Regions from separate parts of the Mus musculus genome. Here regions 2, 3 and 4 are each linked to region 1. Evidence: chromatin contacts called from public Hi-C, HiChIP or PLAC-seq and promoter capture Hi-C data. All regions are on one chromosome and are shown on one strand. Each heading gives the region's core, a stretch centred on a gene start, on an enhancer-like site or on the middle of the called end of the contact. The rest is flanking DNA. Distances are from core to core; before and after follow the strand shown.

The links. Promoter capture Hi-C pulls out the DNA fragments that hold promoters and counts their contacts. Hi-C and Micro-C count contacts between places; a contact is called where the count stands out from the background. HiChIP or PLAC-seq counts read pairs in DNA pulled down with a chosen protein or histone mark.
Region 2: a promoter capture Hi-C map of liver shows a contact between it and region 1, with 2.5 times the contacts expected there. The contact joins the enhancer-like site here to the promoter of Mrpl1 in region 1. A contact is called at or near these places in 8 of 39 promoter capture datasets (the 3T3-L1 cell line, the HPC-7 cell line, cranial neural crest and 3 more) and 1 of 115 datasets of contacts at active chromatin or transcription factors (astrocytes).
Region 3: a contact with region 1 is called in an H3K4me3 HiChIP or PLAC-seq map of bone marrow-derived macrophages, with 4 times the contacts expected there. The contact joins the enhancer-like site here to the promoter of Mrpl1 in region 1. A contact is called at or near these places in 4 of 39 promoter capture datasets (the C10 cell line, cranial neural crest, frontonasal cranial neural crest and 1 more) and 7 of 115 datasets of contacts at active chromatin or transcription factors (CD8 T cells, bone marrow-derived macrophages, effector CD8 T cells and 4 more).
Region 4: a contact with region 1 is called in a Hi-C map of B cells, with 10 read pairs. The contact joins the enhancer-like site here to the promoter of Mrpl1 in region 1. A contact is called at or near these places in 7 of 39 promoter capture datasets (the HPC-7 cell line, cranial neural crest, frontonasal cranial neural crest and 4 more), 1 of 484 Hi-C or Micro-C datasets (B cells) and 1 of 115 datasets of contacts at active chromatin or transcription factors (astrocytes).

Annotation. Positions count from the first base shown.
Region 1 is chr5:96,208,687-96,211,386 of GRCm38.p6, reverse strand. Mrpl1 (mitochondrial ribosomal protein L1) reads right to left here and starts at 1,272. Exons shown (of 9, transcript NM_053158.3): 1 at 1,194-1,272. The coding sequence starts at 1,224.
Region 2 is chr5:97,077,625-97,080,324 of GRCm38.p6, reverse strand. The region is part of intron 15 of Bmp2k (BMP2 inducible kinase); the gene reads right to left. Among named protein-coding and RNA genes, the nearest start is that of Paqr3, 33 kb to the left of the region's middle. Within about 2 kb of position 1,439, at least 15 of the 459 cell types and tissues checked have an H3K27ac peak or open chromatin away from gene starts, as enhancers often do. A contact at or near this core is called in liver, where this site is marked.
Region 3 is chr5:96,910,479-96,913,178 of GRCm38.p6, reverse strand. It overlaps Gm33370 (predicted gene, 33370), which reads left to right. Exons shown (of 3, transcript NR_168888.1): 2 at 2,052-2,217; 3 at 2,630-2,700. Among named protein-coding and RNA genes, the nearest start is that of Gm24623, 4.2 kb to the right of the region's middle. Within about 2 kb of position 1,423, at least 168 of the 459 cell types and tissues checked have an H3K27ac peak or open chromatin away from gene starts, as enhancers often do. A contact at or near this core is called in CD8 T cells, bone marrow-derived macrophages, memory CD8 T cells and 2 more, where this site is marked.
Region 4 is chr5:96,963,178-96,965,926 of GRCm38.p6, reverse strand. No RefSeq gene overlaps it. Among named protein-coding and RNA genes, the nearest start is that of Gm46916, 23 kb to the right of the region's middle. Within about 2 kb of position 1,311, at least 76 of the 459 cell types and tissues checked have an H3K27ac peak or open chromatin away from gene starts, as enhancers often do. A contact at or near this core is called in B cells and astrocytes, where this site is marked.

The DNA of each region.
Region 1 (2,700 bases), core at 23-2,522:
CACAAAAAGGTTACACTAGCATGTGAAACAAAGCACTAAATTATACTGTTCAATGCAACAGGCAATACTTTTAATAATGGGCATGCTGGAGATGCCTGTCCCAACACATGGGAGCCTAACCCTGTCTCAAATTGTTTTTGTTTTTTAGCAAAACTTAATCAAGAAAGCAGTGTCTACTTTTATTGTGGAGATGCAGTTTGTAAACTGGATGGTCTAAGTACCATTGTTTTACAAGCACTGGAATAAGGAAGGTTATGAAGCTTATGTTCCTGGCCAGTGGGGAGACAAGACACAATAAATAGAGGAAGGAGAAGGGCTGCAAGGTCAAAGAAGAGGGGGAGTTGATTGCATTTTAAAAGTAAAGATCAATTTCATATGAGAGGTGACGGAGCTCTTACTGTGCAAGCATGAGGGGTGAAATTCAGATTCCTGGCAGCCACATAAAAGCTGGGTAAACACAGTGCAACACCTCCCACCTCCAGGGGCTTCACTGGAGACAGTGGGATCCGCAAGCTCCAGGTCCAGTGACAAACTCTGCCTCTGGAAACAGCCTGGATACTGGCTGGCAGAAGAGAGCCTCCATGGGCACACATACATATGCACTCACACACATGTGAACATGTATACATAGACCAAGTACACATACACATGAAAAAGATCTTATAGTGTATATGGCACTGTGAATTCCTATTAGCCATGTCTAACGTGCTCAGACATGGCTATACAAAACACTACAGAATTAGTCTCCAAATGATAAACACGATAGCCTCTGTAAATTTACTAACTGGAATCGCCTTTATTCATAAACACGCCAAGGTTCAGATATTTACAGATGTAAATCACTTCATATACCACCTTTCCCTTCAGGGCTCGCTTATCAAACTGAACACGCCCGCTATCCCACACACACAACAGAATCTTGCCTTGTACTCCTCACCCCTGACTATAAGTACTGCCAATGTATTTCCGCTCCCATTTCATCCTCAAAATGACCTGCTCCAAGAGAGAACCCTTGCGTTAAGTGTCGCTTTTAAGCACTGATGACCCTCTGGGCTGTGGAGCCCAGAAGATCACGGAAGCATTTCGAGGACCGAGAAGCTGACCGGTGCCTACGAGATTCTGCCATGGATTCCGCTGCAACAGGAAACTTGGCTCTAGATTTACTTTCCACGCAAGAACACTGCTCCTCTTACCTCTACGGAGGCACCTTACGGCCGCCGCCATGTTGACTGTTCCGGATTGTGCTGACGAAGTGGGTCCCGGGTTTCAACTGCACGGAAATGCGAAAAAGGGTTCCGCGCGGAAGCTGGCAAAGGGGGAAGGAGTTGGTAGGAGCAGAAGAGCAGGGCGGGGACGACCTGGCTTCAGTGCCCTCGTGGCGAGGTTCCTGTCGGTTCCCTGTCTGAGACTGCCTTTCGTGGCTCGGGTTCAAAGGTTTATCAACCTTCGGGGCGGGGGTGGGGAATGGCTTTGTTGAAAACTCTGTAATTAATTATTCATTCCTTCTTATTTTTAATTTTGGACCCTGCAGATGTACTCCGAACGGTCATTTAAATAGAGGGAACCTGGTTCTCTGACTAAAGTCTTGAGAAAGCTGAAGTGTCCCCAGCTTCCTTCGCTATACTCTTGGCCTTCTTAAGATTCGGTTTTTCTTTAAATGAATATTGCTAGGCGACCGTGCGCGGAGCTAGCGTGTGCGCGCCTCTGAGTTCAATCTTCTTCATAGCAAAGAGAAAACAGAATCCATCAAACTTCGCCTCCACCCAAGGCGGGCCAGGAGGTCCCACTCTCTCACCCCCTTCCACCCCCCTTTGAGCAAACCTTAATCTTTCATCCGTCTGCTTTTTGGTTTCCGGCTGCTGGCAAGCTGTGCTGATCAGACCTAAGGAGCAGTACACTGCTTGGAGTTTTCGAAACACGTCTAGGGTTTTGTTTTGGTTTTTGGAGTTTGTCTGTTTTTGTTTTTGTTCTACGTAGCCAATTAGAGACCAGTGCACAGGTTATTCTGACCCCTTCCTACCCCCTACCCCCCCCCCCCCCAAAAAAAAAACATCCGTTATGTCTCAGCTGCCCGTGTGGTTTCTCTAAACCAAGTCTGGTCAGGAATTAATTCATAAGAATAAACTCCTCCAGTAATTGGCCATTTCCAAAGGCTCACTTACGGGCCTCTGCCTACCTCCTCAACCAACAACCTTCCTAACACACATGCGAGTGTACACATAACACACACACACAAAGAGAGGGAGGGAGGGAGGGATGAAGGGAGGGCAGAAGACACATTTCTCACCTCTGTGACATTTTTCCTCTCTGGCTTTTGTTTGAATTATTATGCAACACATTAACAGTATTTTTTCCCCTTAAGATTTAAATTCAGACTCTGCTCATTGTTGGCAGTCTCCTTTCATACTTCCAGGACTGAATTATGGCCACTTCTTCCTGGTTTTATGTAATAAACAGAATTAGTAATTTTTTTATTTATTTGAAACAATTCTGAGACCTATTATTCTATATAATACAATTTACCAACCTAAGTGTACAATTTAGTGGGGGGTTGAGCACACAGAGCTGTGCAGCTGTCACAATGTATCTCCCCATCTCTTTGAGCTCTTTGTGGGCAGCAATCATGTCGTTCATTTTTGTAACCTCAGCACATACTACACACAGCGTCAGACCGGAAGGAAGGTCTGCAGTAAACGTTGA
Region 2 (2,700 bases), core at 190-2,689, 870 kb before region 1:
ATAAATCTTAATTGAAACATATTAAATAGACTTCCAGGGAAAATAGTAATATATTAATATGTTCCACATTTAAGTAAGAAAAACATGAATAAAATTTTAAATTAGCTCAGATTCCAAGTAAAACCGTCATTCCCAATTTTAAGAGAGAACATTTTCAGAAATTCAACATTGTGAAGAGTCCGAACAATTTCAAACACCGAGACTTTCCCCTGAAAGACCTTACCTCAGAAGCTCCTGGACCAGAGTGGGCTCTGGACACAATCCACGTGCAGAAATGTTTCCCTACCGCCCCACCCACCCACACACATACGTCAGAAATTAGAGCACGTTATCATTTTGTCAAGTGTTGTTTGCATCCCAGTAACAGTGCAAGTTCACTCAGACCAAAAGCCTGAGAATATGTGACTAGGATAAGCAATGCAGATCTGAGGAGATCAGTAAAAGCCCTAAGTTTTCAAGTGTTAAATATCTTTTTAGTTTATAAAGTATCCAGCATTGAAATCCTAATTTAAACCACGAGAGCCAGGAGAACCTCGCTGAGCAACAGGAGAGAGCAAGCACAAACTCCAATTATCCTTCTGACCAGAGCCACTGTTCACCTCCCACACCTCGTGCACCACACTGTCAGTGATGGAATGTGCCAATCACTCAGTAACCTTAGCAACATCTCAGCATGGACTAAAGAAGTGGAATAACAACTGTTTGGTGTCTACCTAAAAATATACATACAACATAAAGTCCTCTTAAGCTAAATTAGAGAGCTGCTTGAAGACTTATAGTTTAGATGGTTTCATTACTCAGTGACTTGCTTCTTTAACCTGCAGAATGAATGGCATTATCGGCCTCACGGCTTTTATTAGGGATTAAAGTGAAGACGCAGAGAGACTGTGGGCAGCAGTCATGGCACTTGTAGGTACTCTTCATGGAGCCCTAACTACACACTTGTGATGCCCCAGGGAAGGTGTCAAAGGGTCAAGATATTTACTGCAGCACCAGTTCTCCACATTCTCTCCAACTCCTCACTACTGACTTCCCAATACACTGGGATCTGTAAGGTTTGCTCTAAGGTTTGCTATGATCTATGCTAGAGATGTCTTTCTCTTCCATTTGAAACACATCTTCAGAACTGACTTGCCATGTCCACAGGCCATCATGCCTTCCTATTTCTTGAAAGGTTTAGTCTAGTACCACTCAAATTTCAGTTCTTGGGCCTTCTCTTACATCTCTTCACTGTTTTGGAATTATAACCCTGTTTCTTAGCTTCAACTGTATCCTGAACTCTTTCAATAACAAGGGATTTGTAGACATACATTTAGTTCAATCTCTCTTTACACATGAGGAATTTGATAGTTACCAGAGTTTGGAGCCACATATATTAAAGCCTCAGTGACTTCTCCTGCTGCAGACACTACCTTCGAACTCTGACCTGTAAACTCTGGACTAGCGTCACCAGGCAATGTTCAGCACAGTTTACCAAAGCATTGCCAAGTACGACCAGGAGCTGGCCTGCCTGCTTCCTTTTGCCCCCTATGGCGGCATGCCATAACAGGGGAAAGTACTACCATATGGGTACTTGTTGTTTCTGCTTCAACAGTGTTTGAACTGAGCTGTTCCTTAAGGGTTCTTTATATATCTTTTATCACGTTTGCTTTGTCTTTCATGGGTGAGTAAGACAGTGTTTGACTTCAAAGCACCTTAGCAACCTGTGAGACACTGCTCCTCTGTCACTCTGAAGGCTCCATGCCTCCTCTGTCACCACATCTGACAATGGGTGACAGACACAACTGTATGTGTGTTGGGCAGGGAATGGGGAAGGGGAGGAGTGTGGGGGGTTCTGAAAACAAGCTTACCTCACCAAACAGATGCAAAAACAGGAATTCACCAAAAGAATGTTGAGAGAATAAACTGACCAATTCTGGGTTGTAAGTTTTCACAAAAGACAATTTCTAGATGTTCAAACTTCAAAGGTATATTCTTGCACAAGCTAAATGGAACCTTTAATACTCAATCCAAATTTGGAGGGGATATCTAACACAGCATTTCTTTGGCTGGATATTTATACAGTGGTTAACAGTATTCTCTTAAACACTTCATTTAAGAAGTGAAGTCCTAGTTAATGCTTCACTATTTTAAATCAATCCTGCAAAGTATATACCTGTAAATTCATAAACTACCGAAGAGCCACGTTGCTGAAAGTCCCCTCCTCAGGGACAAAGCACATTTGCCACATTCTGTCTACACTGCAACTCTTCCCATTTCGTTTCCGCTCAAAGGGCAAACAGTTGGCATCCTTTTAATCATGTAAGAAGCTTGCTGTGTCAAGGAAATTTTGTTTCAATGCTCTTTTCTTTAGTATCAGCTTATAGAGGATAAATGGCTTGAACTGCGATTGTAATTACATGCCGTCTGTTGTCCTATCATCCAGGCAGAGGAGGGGAGGGGCACTTTAAAGCACACTGTGAATTGGAAGCATACTGCCTGCCGTCATTTCCCAACAATTTATCATGTTAGGCCTCCGGATTAGTGGATTAGCAAAAGGTTTTATGAGAATCTGCAGGACTGCTCTGAAGGCAGGCCAAGTGGCAGAGTCCGAATGCAAGAAGACAACCACACAGGCTGTGAGCACTATTTCCAAACACAAGATGCCATAAGATGGGCCATTTTCTTATCTGACTGGTGGTGCAGGTTGTCTTCCATTTC
Region 3 (2,700 bases), core at 174-2,673, 700 kb before region 1:
GAGGAGAAAACCAAAGCAGGACAAGAGCTGGAAGTTAGGCTTGTGGCTGACAGGGCACAAGAAACCCTGTTAGGTAAGAGGAACCTTCTTATTTGATGAAAACAAGCGGCCAAGGGAAAGTCTCTGCATGGTGGGAAGGCAACTGATTTGCTGGGTTTTAGTGTTTGGCTGTGAGTTCTGAGCAACAGAAATAGGAAGGAAGCAGCTCTGTACTGCATCTGGCCTCTTAGGAAACCTCGAGATGGGGCACAGGATAAGCCCCGTCTTCTCCTGCCTCGTGTTCTTCTCATGGAATCTTGAGATGCACTGGCTTTTTCTTAAAAGAAAGTTTCCAGCACCCAGTAGTGAAAAATGACCACCACCCAATTAGAAGGTTCTGGGTGCCAGGGACCTATCTGATCTCTTTCCTGAGCACCTGGAGCACAAAAGTTGCTCAGGGGAAGAAAGGTTCAAAGAACAAACACTTGTGGGGCCCTAATCATTGAGAGTAGACAGAGAAATATCTGGGAGATTTTTTTTGTATTATTCATATGAATAATGATAACAGAGAAGAAGGACAAGAAGGGGAGAGACCAGAGAGATCAAGACACACAGAGAGAAGTAGGAAGAGATGGAAGAGGGAAAGGAGGTAGGAGAGAAGGAGGAAGAGAAAGGGGAGAGACAGGAGGACAGAGAGGAGGGGGAGGAGCGGGAGGAGGGGAAGGAGGGAGAAGACAGAGATCATTCCTCATCTGTTACGACAACTGAGTTATTTTTGTTCATATCTATTTTGTATTTGTGACTTCCTGCAGAAAAGATGTCAGATGATTATGATGAAATAGCCCTGTGCTCTATGTGGTTGGTATACGTGCACCAGCGTGTGTGTGTGTGTGTGTGTGTGTGTGTGTGTGTGTGTGTGTGTGGTGTGTGTGTGTGTGTGTGTGTGTGTGTGTGGTGTGTGTGGTGTGTGTGTGTGTGTGTGTGTGTTTAATTCTTCAGTTCTGCTGAAGTGACTTCCCTGCTTCTCCTGATTCAGCAGTGAGCACTGAGAATTATAAGAAGCAGGATTAGCTCACAAACAAAACAGCCCATCCCTGCCTAATAACATAGCTTAGTGATAATGAGGGCAAGGCACTCTGGGAAGGCCACTCCCCTTCAGAAGTCTTAGGACATCTAAATTGGGAGTTGGTGATCTTGTAAACAAATTCAAATTACCTTCCAGCAAAACCCCAAACTACTTGTTGGAGATGGGTTTTGGCTAGAAGATGTGAATCCAGATCAAAATCAAAAGCCACATAAGTACTAAAATAGCCAAAACAGAGACGCAGTCATTACAGGAAACTCACGAGGCTTCAAAGGAGGTTTAAAGAAGGAAGAGCTGCAGCCAGAAGAGCTGGTGGCGTTGCCCGTCTGTACTGGAAATGTCGACATCCTCTGGAGAGGAAGAGGAAGGAGTTAGCGGTGCCAGACAAGCAGCTGGACAATGACAAGACAGGAAACCGGGCTGCTGATGACAGTGAACTACAAACCGGGAGGAGGGAAGCATCAAAGCTACGGGGCCGCTGAAGACTGTGGGCAGGGACAAAGTGAAAGCCGTGAGGGGCTCAGAACCAGCCACAGGCCACATACGCATGGTCTAGCGGGTAGCCAAGTCTCCATTTATTTCTGTTGAAATACCATGAAAGGTCCTTTGTCCTGTTGCAATCATCCCAGGAATATTCTATTGTATTTTGCACAGGTTCAAACATTGCCTTGAAGGGCAGCCATTCAAATGTGAGAGAACACTGTTGTAGATGTCTCAATATAGTTCTGGTTAACGTTTATAGGTAACACTTAGTATATTTGTTCCCAGTACTTTATGGAAAAATATAATTTAATCCCAAGGTTAAAGGGCCAAAACAGAACAGGTGTAAGAAATGAATTCAGTGATTGTTCTCCAGAGCTCATGCTCTAAGCCCCCCCCCCCTCCATCTTGCCTAAGAAGCCCCGTAGAGTAGAGAGATGATGGATCTATGGTATTGTCCTGAACAAACTTTCAGCTCACTTCTATTTACATCTGCTCCACTTGCCAGAATTCTCTTGCCAACCTTTGCAGCGAGAGATAGTAGCTAAATGCTCAGAATTAAAGAGCAACCCCCAAAACCTGGAAAAGAGTCTAAGTGAACAAAGCCTGCCTGGAATGGAAGAGCTCTGAGTGAAGAGAGTCAGCACAGAGAAGCAAACAGAGGACCCTGTAAGGTACAGTTCTACTAGTCTTCTCAGAATCTCAGAAGTGGAATCCTTTGACCATATGAGGGGGTGGCCGTAAGCTATTATTTAAGACCATAGCAATATTGGAGGGAACTACCTTACCAATAATCAAATGTAAGTATTACTGCTATTATTAATTAACAACTTGATGTAGTTAAGTGATGCAGCAAGGCTTTAGCTACTTTGTGGATTATTCTTTCTTCCACCCTTCTCCATCTGTTTTCTGTCCTTTTAACCCCCTAACACTAGATAGGAGAAAAAAAAGGATAGAAAGGAAAAGGGGGTGTTATCATTAATAGGTGGGACTGTTCCTGCTAACAGGGGTCTTGAGTTTCTGGGAGCAAGTTTGATCTTTGCTGTCAAGATATGTGATTTCTTCTTGTTTCTTCTTTTTGCACAGGACTACTTATCAAACTGTAATCAACAACAACCATTAACAACCAACAACCAACCAACCAACCAACCAACCAA
Region 4 (2,749 bases), core at 62-2,561, 750 kb before region 1:
TGTCAGTCAAGAATATAAAGTAGTGGTCTGGATGTATGCACAAGGGGAGGATGATAACCAGCAAAGGGCAGAGAGAAATAGATTCAATTGTTTTAAGAAATTAGAAGGCTTTCTTCTTCTTCTTCTTCTTCTTTTGGTTTTATTGCCCAGGGGAGCATTCATTCCCATCCAGTACTTGGTCAGCAGTATGCACTGCAGGCCCTGGACACTCACAGGTCCTGCTTGAATGGACTTCAGCACTCCAAGCTCACGTGCTCCTTTCTTGATTCACTTGTAGCATTTATTTGAGTCTTACGCCTTTTAAAATGTGTTGCTGTTCTCTCTCCATAAGGAAAGTTAAGTCTTCTTATAAGCAATAGGGTGTGTCATTAAGTTTTATTTTCCACAGTTCCTAACCAAATCTTAGCTTTTTAATAGACTGTAATATGTGTTTCTTGCTTTGGTTAGTGTGTGTGTGTGTGTGTGTGTGTGTGTGTGTGTGTGTGTGTGTGTGTGTGTGTTTCTGTGTGTATTTTTAATCTCCAACTATTTTTTGACAATTGTGGATAAGAAGTTTATTCAATTCTTTCATACCACATCCCACCTATATTGCGCATGCTGAGAGAGACAATTACAAATCTCTGGGCACTACTAGAAACTGGGGCTCATAAAGGAATGCCCTGATTTGGGCAGAACCTGCTGGGCAAGTGGGTGGCCCCCAGTGCCTCTGAAGAACCAGCATTCACCCTCTCCTGCCTGGGAGAGCAGAGAGCTGCAAGTACTGACATGTAGGCTAAAGAGAAATTGGAAGAAAAGTGCCACAGTTCACCTTCTGCGTACTGGAGCCAGGAATTTCTTTAAACCTTGGCTTGTCCTTGGTTACCAGGGCTGTGGGGCTCCAAACCATTGTAGGAGCAGACGGATCAAGGCTGTATGTACCCAGAATTTCTCCCATTGCCTACTTCACACAGCAGGGCTCACCCTGTACGTTTGTTAAGAACTCATCCTTGCGTTTATTTTCTCCCTCCCCCCTCCCTCCCTCCCTCCCTCCCTCCCTCTCTCCTTCCCTCCCTCTCCTTCGCTGCCCTTGTGTTAATTCTTTCTGAATTCTTCAGCGAGGTTTCTCCTGGCAGCTCACCCTACTGTTTGTTCCCTCTGAAAAGCAGTTTTGCTTCATTAAAATGTGCTGAAAGGAACATCACATTTAATTGAATGAAAACTGAAAACGGGCGTGTTAAGTGGGTTGCTGCCTCGAAGAATGACAATGAAGAGAGAGACTACAAAGAATACGGAGCTAAAGACTTCTGGTTCCCTAGCGTCCTGTGGCCCTGCTGTCGGAAGTGCCACAGGAAGACCCACATCCACACACCTAGAAACCCCGGGGTTTCAGAGCTCAAGCCCCCTCCAGACTCAAGGAATCAAAGTCCATGTTTTTGCAAGAGTGCTTGACAAGCCACCGAGGTGATCTGGGCAGACTCAAGTCATAAAAAACTTCAAAGGGCCTCGCACTTTGCCCTGGGGAGCCTTTTCCACCCCTCTCTTCTCCTTTCCCCTCCCCCCTCTCCTCTCCTCTCTCTCCCCTCCCCTCCCCTCCCCTACCCTCCCCTCCCTTCCCCTCCCCTCCCCTTTTACCATGTTCTTAGTCATTCTTGTAGAACATAAAGGGTAGCTTCAGGCTGAGCTCAGCAATTATCCCAGATCAATGTTGTGATATCTAGAAACCTCTTACCAGCTTAAAAAATATATATATTGGGACTTAGGCCATAGCAAGGAAGTTAATTTTTTTCTATTTTATAAATAAGAAAAATGGGGCTTTCAAAAATTAAGTGATGTATCTAACCTGTGACTGCCAACCACCCCACCCATACCCCCACTCCCCACCCCACCCTACCCCCACCATCACCCCCACCCCACCCCCTACCCCTACCATCACACCCTCAGCCCCATCCTCACTCCTACCCCATCCCTACCCCCACCATCACACCCTCATCGCCTACCCCCACTCCCCACCCCACCCCTACCCCCACCCTGCTATCACACCCCACAGTTTTCTTTGCAGTGTTCTGTAACTGCTAAGGAGAAAGAGAAAGAACGAGAGAGAGAGAGAGAGAGAGAGAGAGAGAGAGAGAGAGAGAGAGAGAGAGAGAGAGAGAGAGAGACCAGTCCCACCACAGAAATGACTAACTGGGAATATGGGCTGCTACAGAAAGAAATGGAAAATAAAGGAGGACTCATGCCTGAGGCAGGGGAGTTGTGAATGGTGGATTCTGTCACCTGTGACAATTCTGCCTCCATCATTTCATTCAGGTCAACTTCCTACACCTCCTCACAAGGAAGGAGACTCTAAAGGAGTGGGAAGACTGAGAAGAAATGAGTGGACAGGAATGGAGAATGGAGTAACCAGGGCATGAAAGTTGTAAATGCTGACCCAGACTGCAAAAGGACAAACTATAGTTTTTAATACGTGTGTGTGTGTGTGCGCACACACATATATACATATATTACTTATATTGTCTATATGTATATATGTACAGTTTCTATATACTGTAGACTGTAGTACTTTTGACCAATCACTATAACACTCATCCCCTTTATATTTGTTTTAATCAAAGCCACAGAAATAATTGAGATAATAATATATCAAAAGTGTATTTTGAGTCAGGAGTGGTGGTTCATACCTGTAAGCCCAGGACTTGGGAAGATGAGGCAGGAGAATTGCTGAGAGTTTGATACCAGCCTGAACTACATACTGCACTGCAGTGCAGCTGTG